2 separate regions of the Capsicum annuum genome follow, and region 2 is linked to region 1. A link is a contact called in public Hi-C data. All regions are on one chromosome and are shown on one strand. The core of a region is the stretch at or near the end of the contact, and the rest is flanking DNA. Distances in the headings are between cores, read along the strand shown. Region 1 overlaps LOC107870806 (ubiquitin receptor RAD23d). Region 2 holds the start of LOC107870802.

What was found. Hi-C and Micro-C count contacts between places; a contact is called where the count stands out from the background.
Region 2: a Hi-C map of leaf shows a contact between it and region 1, with 2.3 times the contacts expected there. The contact joins the promoter of LOC107870802 here to the enhancer-like site in region 1. A contact is called at or near these places in 2 of 5 Hi-C or Micro-C datasets (leaf and placenta).

Annotation. Positions count from the first base shown.
Region 1 is chr5:128,089,155-128,094,830 of UCD10Xv1.1, forward strand. LOC107870806 (ubiquitin receptor RAD23d) reads left to right here. Exons shown (of 12, transcript XM_016717454.2): 5 at 1,328-1,393; 6 at 1,484-1,661; 7 at 1,838-1,990; 8 at 2,391-2,459; 9 at 2,566-2,613; 10 at 2,719-2,828; 11 at 2,910-2,991; 12 at 3,091-3,594. The coding sequence ends at 3,207. Among protein-coding and RNA genes, the nearest start is that of LOC107870806, 14 kb to the left of the region's middle. Within about 2 kb of position 3,272, at least 5 of the 5 cell types and tissues checked have an H3K27ac peak or open chromatin away from gene starts, as enhancers often do. A contact at or near this core is called in leaf, where this site is marked.
Region 2 is chr5:128,319,852-128,326,094 of UCD10Xv1.1, forward strand. It overlaps LOC107870802, which reads left to right and starts at 2,859. Exons shown (of 2, transcript XM_016717449.2): 1 at 2,859-5,712. The coding sequence starts at 4,536. The region is part of intron 1 of LOC107870804; the gene reads left to right.

The DNA.
Region 1 (5,676 bases), core at 2,022-4,521:
TCTCAAACACTTTTTTCCACTTCTGCATCATTTTATATGGCCGTGCAATTTGGGGGTTCGCCCTACTGTTCCAATTAGCAATGGCATCGCGATGTATTAATTTGGTCCATTGAGATATAATAGCTGATGAGCTTTAGTAGGCGTTTGGCCAGGAAAACCAAAAAAAAAAATTCACTTTATTTGGAATTTTGAAAGTTGGAATTGGAATTGTGTTTGACCTTTGTTTTTGCAATAAAAAAAATAAAATTTCAATACATTTTCTCAAAAATATAAAATCTGATGTAAAAATAAAATATAATTTAAATGGGGTTATTTTATGAAAATAAAAATTCAGGATTTTTTTCTTTAAAAAAAATTATAAAGTGAAAAAAGTAAAAGTCAAAATAGTGAAAACAAGTATTGGGCTGTTTTCTAAATCTCAAATACAACTTCAAGTTGTATTTGCCTATTTGGTATTTTTATGGCCAAACAATGATTTTTATATAAAGTGTGAACAACCCATGGCCCAACGGCTTCTTAGACATCCAGGTGTGAACAACCCATGGCCCAACGGCTTCTTAGACATCCAGGTGCTTGTGGTGTGGGAGGATAACATTGGGTATTGTTGTTGTTGAGCTTAAGACATCCAGGTGATGATGACTATAAATGTGTTTGAAGAATGAAGACTCATAACAATGTTGTGATTAAACATGATGAGACGTTCATATTCCTCTCATAAGATTTTTAAATATTATTTATGAAAATTACTCTCTCGACGATATTTGGCCGTGCATTGAGCTTAAGAAAGAAAGACTTTTGGCACATATTGAAATTACAGTTGGCACTTGTCTTAGAAATGCTATGACATTTTTGTGGATATGCATATCATTATTGTAATGGGAAGTATGAAGTGAGAGATTCTAAATTTAGGCAGGTGTTTGTATGCTTCAAAAAAATATAGGAAGGCATTTTTGTGGATATGCATATCATTATTGTAATGGAAAGTATGAAGTGAGAGATTCTAAATATAGGCAGGTGTTTGTATGCTTTAAAAAATATAGGAAGGTGTTTTTCTTTTTGGAACAGACTAAATCGTAAAGAGTGACATATAAAATGAATATGAGGGAATAATAAATTAATAAAAATATTATGGCTATCAGAATTTAGATTTTAATAAATTAATAAAAATATTATGGCTATCAGAATTTAGATTTAACATTCGGATATAGTGTTTGTTTCAAATCACACTCCATGAACCCTTTTTTATTTTGTTTTATCTATCCATTAACCTTTATGGGAAGAGGAAAAGCATTTCATATTCCTTACTTGCTGGCTTGCTATTTTTCAGGCCTGCGGCAGCTCCCTCCCCAGCGCCAGCCTTAGCTTCTGCCCCTGCTCCTGCATCCACAGCTGTGTAAGTATATTCTTCAAGAAACACATTCTCCTTGCCTATTCTGCTAAATTGCAAGATCTCTTTTAAGTAAATGATCTATTTATATGCCAGGCCAGGATCTGATGTCTATGGTCAAGCTGCTTCAAGCTTGGTTGCTGGTAACAACCTTGATGGAGCAATTCAGCAGATTCTTGACATGGGTGGTGGAACGTGGGAAAGGGAGACAGTTGTTCGAGCCCTACGGGCAGCTTTTAACAATCCCGAGAGGGCTGTCGAATACTTGTACTCTGTAAGTTTGTAGCCATATAGAAATTCTTGGTTTAATTAGCTATTAATTTCTATTTGTGTCTAATTTTGTTTGCATCGAACTTTTGATGTATGGTGGTAGCTTTAAGATTTGCTCGAATACCTCATATTGCTGGTTATATCTAATGGCTCATCAAGTTCTTAAATTCTGTTTAACAGGGTATCCCCAAGACGGCAGAGGTACCTCCTGTTAGCGGAAGCCCACCCAGCATGCATGCAGGGAATCAGCCGGCTCAGCCTCAACCTGCAGCACATCCAGCACCTATTCCTGCAGGCGGGCCCAATGCAGATCCTTTGAATCTCTTTCCTCAGGTAGACAGTTTATTTTATGTTTTTATTCTTGTTCTCTGGGGGAATGGCTGGGATGAATTATTTTAGGATAAGTTTTTGATGTGATGTTGCGTCTTAATAAAAATTAATGTCCGAAGGCCAAATTGCCTTAAAATGTTTACACACAATAATAATGATAATTTAAAGTTATTTATTAGTATGAATGAGTTGTTTAATGTCAAATGTTTTTGGTAAAAAGTACATATATATATATATATATATATTTTTTTTTTTTTCTTCCCTTTTTAGATATAAATTTTGTATGTATTTTATAATCTTCAATATTATTCTACTATTAAAGTTTTTTGGGTTCTCAAAATTTTGGGACCTAAAGCAAACACTTTACTAACCTTACTGTTGAGTCATCCTTGTGTTCATGCAGGGTCTTCCCAGTGTGGGATCTAATATTGCTGGTGCGAACACCTTAGACTTTCTAAGGAACAGTCAACAGGTATGCTGTGTGACATTTTCTTGACCTTCACTACATGCATTTTCCTTCCTCAGAGTTCTGGAAAATTCATTTTAGCGAAGTTCATCTAAATTATTGTCATTCTCAGTTCCAAGCTTTACGGGCAATGGTTCAGGCCAATCCACAAATTTTGCAGGTTTCACTCCTTACAGAAATAATCTGTCTTTTGAGTTTGTCTCTTGTTTGGACTACCTGGAAAAATTTGTGTAGATTCTCTTTTCATTCTTTTCTTTGTTGGCAGCCCATGCTTCAGGAGCTAGGCAAGCAGAATCCCCACCTAATGAGGCTTATACAGGAGCACCAGGCTGATTTTCTTCGCCTTATCAATGAGCCTGTTGAAGGAGGAGAAGGGTATGTTTACTCTTCAGCTTTCAATGACTCTCATACAAGGCTATGCTAGTACTGATTCATGTTTTCCCTATTTGATATCAGCAACAATATATTGGGCCAGCTTGCAGCCGCAATGCCACAGGCTATATCCGTAACACCCGAAGAGCGTGAAGCCATAGAACGTGTAAGTGATCAGTGACATGGTGGTTGTGTATTTGTGTATCTATTTGCTTTGTTCCCTTATTTGAGAACTTGTTTGTCTTTTTTTCTCCTCTTTTTGCAGCTTGAGCAAATGGGCTTTGATCATGACCTTGTACTGGAGGTTTTCTTTGCCTGCAACAAAAATGAGGAGCTCGCTGCTAACTACCTTTTAGATCACATGCACGAGTTTGAAGAGTGAAAATAGGGGTTGAATGGATATGTTGTGTAGCTTCCTTTGCTGCCTCCCTCTCTTGGCCCCACGACAAAAATAAGTTTCATTTATGTTGTGGGTTCTACGCTATTCGAGTTCTGGAGAGGGGTGAGCTGGAAAGGCATAACTAGTTATCATGTTTTTCTTTCTTCTCTTCTTCCAGTGTCGGTTTGTACCCCATTGGGATTGTCTTTATACATAGTTTGTCAGTTCTCCTCCCCCCTCCCTCCCTCCCACCCCCCCACCCCCCCACCCTCCAACCAAAAAAAAAAAAAATCCTTCCCTTTGTGGAAACTCAACTGTTTGACCCAGGGATAACCTTTTCAATGTGGATGATCAGAAGCTATTGTTATTTGCATGCATTTCCATTTTCAATTCTGAGGTGTTCTGGTTTTTGTTGCTTGATGACTCACCGTCTCCTCTCTCGGTTTGTTTGGAGATGATTGATGAACAAAAAAGAATTATGGTTAAATTTGATGTTGGATCTGTAAGCTAGCCAAACGTAGTGCCAGAATGGAGCTAATATTTGAGATCCAGCTCCATCTGGTGATTATAGCGAAAGGGTTATCTTGTACTTGATGCTCAACTTAGAAAGTGTTTTCTCAAATAGTAGAAGTAATTTTTCAAATATCATGGAGAAGGTAAAAGTTCAGCTTCTTTCAAAAAGGCGAAAATATAACAACAATACAGCTTGTGCAATTTCATAGATGGGAACTGGGAGGATAGGGTGAATGTACTTACCTCAAGGGAGAAGAGACTCTTTTCATGAGAGACCCTTGGGTTGGGTTGCACACATTAAAGCAGCTTACGAAGAAAAATACAGAAGATATAACAAATAATAGGAAAATATTACGCAAAATTCAACAAACAAGGAATAATAACAATATGCAAATTGTGCATAACCAAAGCATTGGAAATCACGGTAACAGAGATTATTGTGCAAGAAATTATGAGAATAGTGCTAGTACTATTGGTATGTACGGCGAAAAAGGTAAGTGCACCAAACTGCAACTAAACCTATCTCGTAGAAAAGCGAGCCAAAACTTACTACCACTAAACCTATCTCGTAGAAAAGCGAGCCAAAACTTACCTACTCTATCTTGATATGCGACCACCATTACCTCCAATCAAAAGGTCATGTTCGTTTTAGATATGTCATGGTCATGTCTGAAAACCTCTCTTGATACTTTTTTAGCCTATCTATATCCCTTCTTAAACTAACCACAACCAACCTCTTCACTCGGACATTTGTGCATCTCCTTTGCTCGAATCATCTTAGTGTCGCTTCCCCCATCTATTTCACCATGGATGTCGCTCCAACTTTATCCCCAAATCCTCATTCCTAATCTTATCTTTACTAGTATGCCTACTCATCTACCTTAGCATCTTCATTTTCACCGCTCTCTTCTTTTGAACATAAGAGTTCTTAACTGACCAACACTTTGCCCCATAGAATAGAATCAATCTAACCACCAATCTGTAGAACTTTCTTTTTAAATTTTGATGATACATTCTTATCACACAAGACATCGGAGGTGAACCTCCATTTCATCCATCCTACATCAAAATGATATGTGATACTATCATCAATCTCCCAATGTTTTGAATTAAAGATTCATGACACGTGAAACTTCCTCTTTTGGGGATCGTCTATATAAACCTCACCTCCATGTCAACGTTTTGACACATCACTGAAGTGACACTCGAGGTATTCGGTTTTGTCTTTCTCAACTTGAATATTTTAGACTCCAGTTTTTGTCTCCAGACCTCTAGCCTAATGTCAGCTTCATCATGAGCTCATCTTGGATATGACACGTTAATTCATCCAGCAAAAAGAAACATAATTAAGAGTTGGTTTCTAGTGCTATCCCGTCATGATTAAAAAGTGTTCCAAATCTCCTCCCATTATCCTTATTCAGCTCTTGACATCAAACATGTTCTTAATTGCCCTCTTGTATACCACATGAATACCTTGAAACTTTATGCTACGCCTTTTCTAAGTAAATTAACAATATATATACGACCCTCTTCCTTTCCCTATTCCGATCCACCATTTGATTTTTTTAAAGCAAGATATCTTTATCAAAAAATTTATATTTAGCACATATTTTTCATTTACTTAAACGATTTAACGTTGAAATGTAATGACAACAATTGTCCCCTCTTTCGTTTGAGTTTTAACTATATGTTTATTGATTTAAAATTTTTGATATGTTTTTTATGTCCCCTCTTTCGTTTGAGTTTTAACTATATGTTTATTGATTTAAAATTTTTGATATGTTTTTTATTTCATGTTGCCATTTTAATTAAATAAAATAAATTATTTGTTAAAGTTTTTCATAGTTTATCTATAATTATTTCTCTATTAAATAATACCAATTCAAATGAATATTAATACTGTGCTTTTTGTAATTCAACAATAGAAAATATATAAAGATGACCAACTACCATTTGTCT
Region 2 (6,243 bases), core at 1,609-4,108, 230 kb after region 1:
GTTTTTTTTTTCTTTTTTTCTCAACCTCTTTTTTTTTATTTATTTATTTTATTTGTTCTCTTTTTCTTTTTTCTCAACTTTTATTATATTTTGCTAATAAATAAAAAATTAGAAAATTAGCAAAAAGATTTTCTTTTTTTGACATCAAAGCAAATTTAAGGACATGATTTGTCGTTAGGAAGTCCTTTGAGATTAGTCTTGCCTCTAAGACAAGAGTTATAGAATATCTCATAAATCAAAACATAATGTGATAGTGTCAACTCTTGTCCATGGGGTATAACTTGTTGCTTGAAAGTCCTTGGGTTAAGTCTTGCCTCTAAGGCAAGAGTTATAAAATATCTCATAAATCAAAACAAAATATTGTAATATCAACTCTTGCCCATAGGGCACAACTTGTTGCTTGAAAGCCCTTGGTCTAAGTCTTGCCTCTAAGGAAAAAGTTATAAAGTATCTCATAAATCAATACACAATGTGATGGTGTCAACTTTTGTCTATGGGATATAACTTTTTGTTTGATGGTCCTTGGGCTGAGTCGTACCTCTAAGACAAGAGTTACAGAGCATTTCATAAGTAAAAAACACAATGTGTTCGTGTTGACTCTTGCCCAATGTACGTAACTTGTTTGGAAATTTTTGGGATAAGTTGTGCTCCTAAGACAAGAGTTGTAGAATATCTTATAAATGAATACATAATATGGCAGTGTCAACTCTTGCCCGTGGGGCATAATTTGTTGTTTGAAAGTCCATGAACTAAGTCTTGCCTCCAAGGCAAGAGTTATAAAACATCTCATAAATGAAGATATAGCGTGGTAGTGTCAACTCTTGCTCGTGGGCATAATTTATTGTTTGAAAGTCCTTGATCTAAGTCTTGCCTCTAAGGCAAGAGCTGTAGAGCATCTCATAAATGAACGACATAACGTGGTAGTATCAACTCTTGCTCTTGGGCATAATGTTGTTTGAATGTCCTTGAGTTATTTCTTGCCTCTAAGCCCCTGTTTGGATGGTGGTTTTCCATGGTATGGTATGGTTACCAAGGAAACAATGTTTATTTTGATTGTTTTTTAAAAGATATGGTATGGTATGGTATGTTTTCATGGTTTGGTAACCATGAAATCTCTCAATTTTCAGAACCACCGATTTGGTGGTATCCCATGTTTTTTTTTTTTTCAATTATGCCCTTATATAATATTCTTTAATCCCTCTTTACCCTTCACCCTATATCACTTTTAACCCTAATATATTTTTATTTTTAGCTTTTCTGTTTATCTCTCCTCTGCGTTTTTGCGTACTTCTCCTTTGGTTCTTTTTCATTCTTCCACCTTCTCTTCTTCTACGCTCGTTCTCTCAGGTATGCCTTTTTAAACTTTAACTGCTTATTATTTTAAGATGCCTATTTTCTTTAAAAGTTGGTGCTTGGAAGGAAATTTGAGTCTTGTTTCACTTGAATTCTTATTGCTGAATTGCTAGTTCATTGGAGTGTATATTAGGACGTTCTCTTGATTTGAACTTCTTGTACAAGGCGCTGTCTCTTAAATGAATAAAAAGAAATATTGTATTTATTGATTTTCAAAATGGATGATATAGTTTGATTCTATTCGTAGTTAGGTGGATTATAATTGCACATTGTTACTACTATCTGTTACTTCAATTACTTTACTTATCTTGCTATTTTATTGCAAGATTAATTTCCTTTAATGTAACACATGTGGTATCAAATATGAGATCAAATATCAAATAAAAGCACTTAAGTTACAACTGATAGATAGAATCCCAACTATAAAGTACATTAAATCATGATAATGAAATCTTAAATGTTAGAAATTTAAATAACTATGGTTCCTGTCCTCCCGTGATACGCCCTTCTGGCAGCAGACCAAAGTTTAGTAAAAATAATTATTAAAAGATGTTTTTTTATGAATTTAACAACTTAATATGTTTACAAGGCATGATTTATGATAAATTTGTGGAAAGAAAATTATTTTATTAACGATTATTGATAAATTTAAAATTTATAATAATTAGGGACATTTTAGAAAACTTATCCGTTACTATACAGTACCATACCATCAAACCAAATAAAAAAACTGTTATTAAACAATAGTGAACGATATAGTCCATTCAAACATTATATTGTACTATACCATACAGTACAATATTATACTATACTGTACCATACATTATGAAATCATGACAAATCATTATCCAAACAGAGTGTAAAACAAGAGTTGAGAACATCTCATAAATGAAAACGTAACTTGGTAGTGTCAACTTTTGCCTGCGGGACATAATTTGTTGTTTGAAATTTCTTGAGCTAAGTCTTGCCTCTAAGGTAAGAGTTATAGAACATCTCATAAATCAAAATACGATTTGATAATGTCAATTCTTGCTCATGAAATGTAACTTCTTGTTTGAAAATCATGAGTCTTGTCTCTACAATGTAATAGTGTCAACTCTTATTTATGAAGCGTAACTTGATTGAAAGAAATCGAAAAAAGAAAAAAAATAATATAAATTGTGAATAAAGAAGAAAACGAAGAAAATATTAAAAAAGAAAAAAGAAAAATAAAAAAAATAAAGAAAATATAGAAGCTGAGGAAAGAAAAGGAAAAAAAAATCAAGGTTGAGAAAAAACCAAAAAGCAGACAAAACAAAAATAAAGATTAAAAAAAATTTAAAAATAAAAAAAATAAAAATTTGAAAAAATTTAAAAAGTAAGTAGAAGTTGAGAGGAAAAACGAAAAAATAAGTAAGGATTGAGAAAAACTAAAAATAAAAAATAAAAAATAAAAAATAAAAAATAAAAATCAAAGTAAAATAAAAAAAGATTTTTTTTTTTTTTTTTTGAAAATAGAAGTTGAGAGGAGAAAGGTGAAAAAAGTAAGATTGAGAAAACTAAAAAAAAAAGGGAGAAAATAAAATAAAATTGAAGTAAAATAGAAAAGAAAAAGAAAAAAAAGATGAAAGATAAATATGTATGGAGTTGTTTAGAATATTTGAGATATCGAGAGACAAATAAGTAATTGTGTTATATAAAAAAAAGAAGGAAGACTAGTTTTTAAAAAAAAAAGAAAAAAGACAAAGCCCAAAGTATGTTGGGCCTCCTAAATAAGCCCAAGAACTTTGTTGAGCCTTTAATTGACTATCGACCTTTGCTGGGATCCTCAGAAAAAAATTCTTGACCACTCCTCCGTAGATGAAGATACTGAGTATTACATGCGCATGAGTGGAGAAGCTCAAAACCAGCTGGAAGAAAATCTGCAACATGCACATTATTCTGAGGAAAAAGATACAGGACTCAACAAGAAATACAACAACGTGGAGTTTTTTAGTGTGGTCATTGATGACTCAATGGATTTTTCAGAGGATCGGATGGAACTTTTACATGCACCTAGTCCATTAGCAGTTAATGCCACAACATGGAGGTTTTTAGTGTGGTCATTGATGACTCAATGGATTTTTCAGAGGATCGGATGGAACTTTTACATGCACCTAGTCCATTAGCAGTTAATGCCAGCATAACTGAGGAGGGTTTTTAAGTCTCAAGCAACGGTGAAATTCCACATCAATTTAGTCAAATTGAGCCCAATGTTTGGGGTGTGCACAAAGGGATATGAGAGAGAATTTTTTCCTTAATAAGGAGAATGAGCCAAAGAAATACAAGGGAGAAACAGAATAGCAGGGGTAAAGCAAGCAATACAAGCAACCAAGCAGTGCCAAAGGATTGAGAAATCTCATTTTTCATGTGAAATTCAAAGCGGGTGAGCCAAGGAACAGAGGGAGGAAATTAATAATTTGGAACAATGAGGGTAAAAATAGTGTCTTGGAATGTTAGGGGGTTAAACCATGAAGGAAAAAAAGGGTTAGTCAGGAATTTGCTTAAGCCGTGGGGGCAGATGTTTATATTCTTTTGGATACGAAATTACAAGGAAACATCAGCAGTTTAATTCATAGCATTTGGAATAATAGAACTTCATGTAGAGTTCGAAGGGGCTAGTGGAGGAATCTTAATTATGTGGGACAAAAGGATTCGGGAGGGGCTTTTGGTTGAAACAGGATCACAATGCATATGCTGCAAATTTTCAAATCAGAATCAGGAATTCTTTTTGTTGAAGTACCAGAAGAAAGCAATCTTTTCTTTACAAAAGTGTTAACTGTTTTCTGAGAAGTTAGTTACTAACTGGTTTAACAGTTATTTGGAAATTAGTTAGTTATGGATAGGTGAGCCTAGAACAATCCTTTTTCTCACTATATATACATATGTGATGATAACTCTTTCAACATAAGAGAGAATTAATAATAAGAAAATTCCTCAAGTTTCTTCTTCCTCATCTTCTCTTCTTGCTCTGCTTGCTTTCTGCTTTCTGGTTTCTCTGCTTTCTGAGTTTATCAACTGAGTTCTTGATTCAAGAACTCAGATTAAGTTCATGGTATCAAAGCCTTGCAATTTTGAGAATCAAGAATCCCAATCATGGCAAAGGTCGTTGGGTTTATTCCGTAGAAAACAGTAGCTAAAGCTTGAGCAAGAAATCTCTACAAATGGCAGCAACACCTACTGATACATCCAATGGTCCATCAGCTGTAAATGGAACTCAAGGAGCCATGGAAATTGACTACAATTACCCTTTGTTTCTGCACTTCACTAATGTAAGTGGTCTTCAGATCATTTCTTTTCAACTTACTGGAATTGAGAATTTTTCCATCTGGTTTCGATCTATGAGATTATCTCTATTAGGTAGAAACAAATTGGGGTTAGTTAATGGCTCTAGTTCTAAGGATAAGTTTCCAGCTGATATGGCTAATCATTGGGAGGGGGTAAATGCTATTGTAATATCTTGGATCTTGAGTTATGTGGCTAAGAATTTATTAGGTGGAATCATGTATGCTACAAGTGCTCAGGTGGTATGGAATGATTTGTGTGAAAGGTTTAACAAGATTGATGGTTCAAGAACCTTCAGCAATCATAAAGAAATTGCAACACTTTCTCAAGGAACTGCATCTGCATCTGTTTCAATATACTACTCAAGATTGAAAGATCTATGGGAGGAATTTGAGGCTCTAGTGCCCATCCCCGGCTGCAATTGTGATACTTCAAAAGACTATGTTGCTCACTTACAAAAGTTAAAATTGTTCCAGTTTCTTATAGGACTGAATGAGGCCTATAGTCAGGCTAGGAGTCAAATCCTAATGATGAATCCATCACCCTCAATTAACCAAGCATATGCAATGATCGTAAGTGATGAAGGTCAAAGATATGCAGGAATTCTTGGTTCTAATCCTGTGTCTACAGGTTATGAATCTGCAATGTTTTCAAAAGGGGTTGGATCTATAGTGTATAACAAGTCTGGAGTGCAACAGGGTCAGAGATTTAAGAAAAATTATAATCTGCCATGTGAAGTGTGCAAAATTAGGGGTCACACCAAAGAAAACTGTTGGAAAGTGGTTGGCTATCCTCCCGACTTCAAATCTAAGAAGTATGGGCATAATGCTGTGTGTAGTGCTGCTGTTGAGTACACATCTCAGGACAGTTCTGGTGATATGCAAGAATTGAGCAGTGGAAATCTTAACCAATTTGTTGAATCAAAGATGCAGCTTGGTGGTCAGATGGTGCAGGCGCCTCAGACTACTCCTTGTGTCTTTACAAATGATAAATATAATCAAATTCTGCAGCTGCTAAACAAGGAGGAACAAACTAAGCATACAACATATTCTACAGGTAACATGGTTGAGTCAACAGGTTTACACAGATTGAACAATCTGCAATGGATTGTTGACACTGGTGCAACCAACCATATGATTGCTGATTTAAAATTTCTTGATCAGAATCAATCACACAGTTAACTGATCCAAAGACAGTACATTTACCAAATGGTGACACAACTATAGTCACTCATATTGGCTCAAGTAGGGTCTTTGTACAGGACACTATGACTAATGTTTTCTATTTACCATAGTTCAACTTTAGCTTATTGTCAGTATCTAAATTAACAAAAGAATTACATTGTCTGGTTGCTTTTTATCCTGATTTTTGTGTATTTCAGGATCTCTCCGATGGGAAGGTGAAGGGGATTGGTAAAGAAGAAGCTGGTCTATATCTTTTTATCAATTCCACTGACAATAAACTTGCTAAAGATGGGTTGAAAACTGAAAGCTGTGGCCAGTCTACTAAGGCTCTTAATTCTGTCACTTTAGATATAGATATATGGCATAAAAGACTAGGACATGTGTCCTCCCATGTACTAAAACA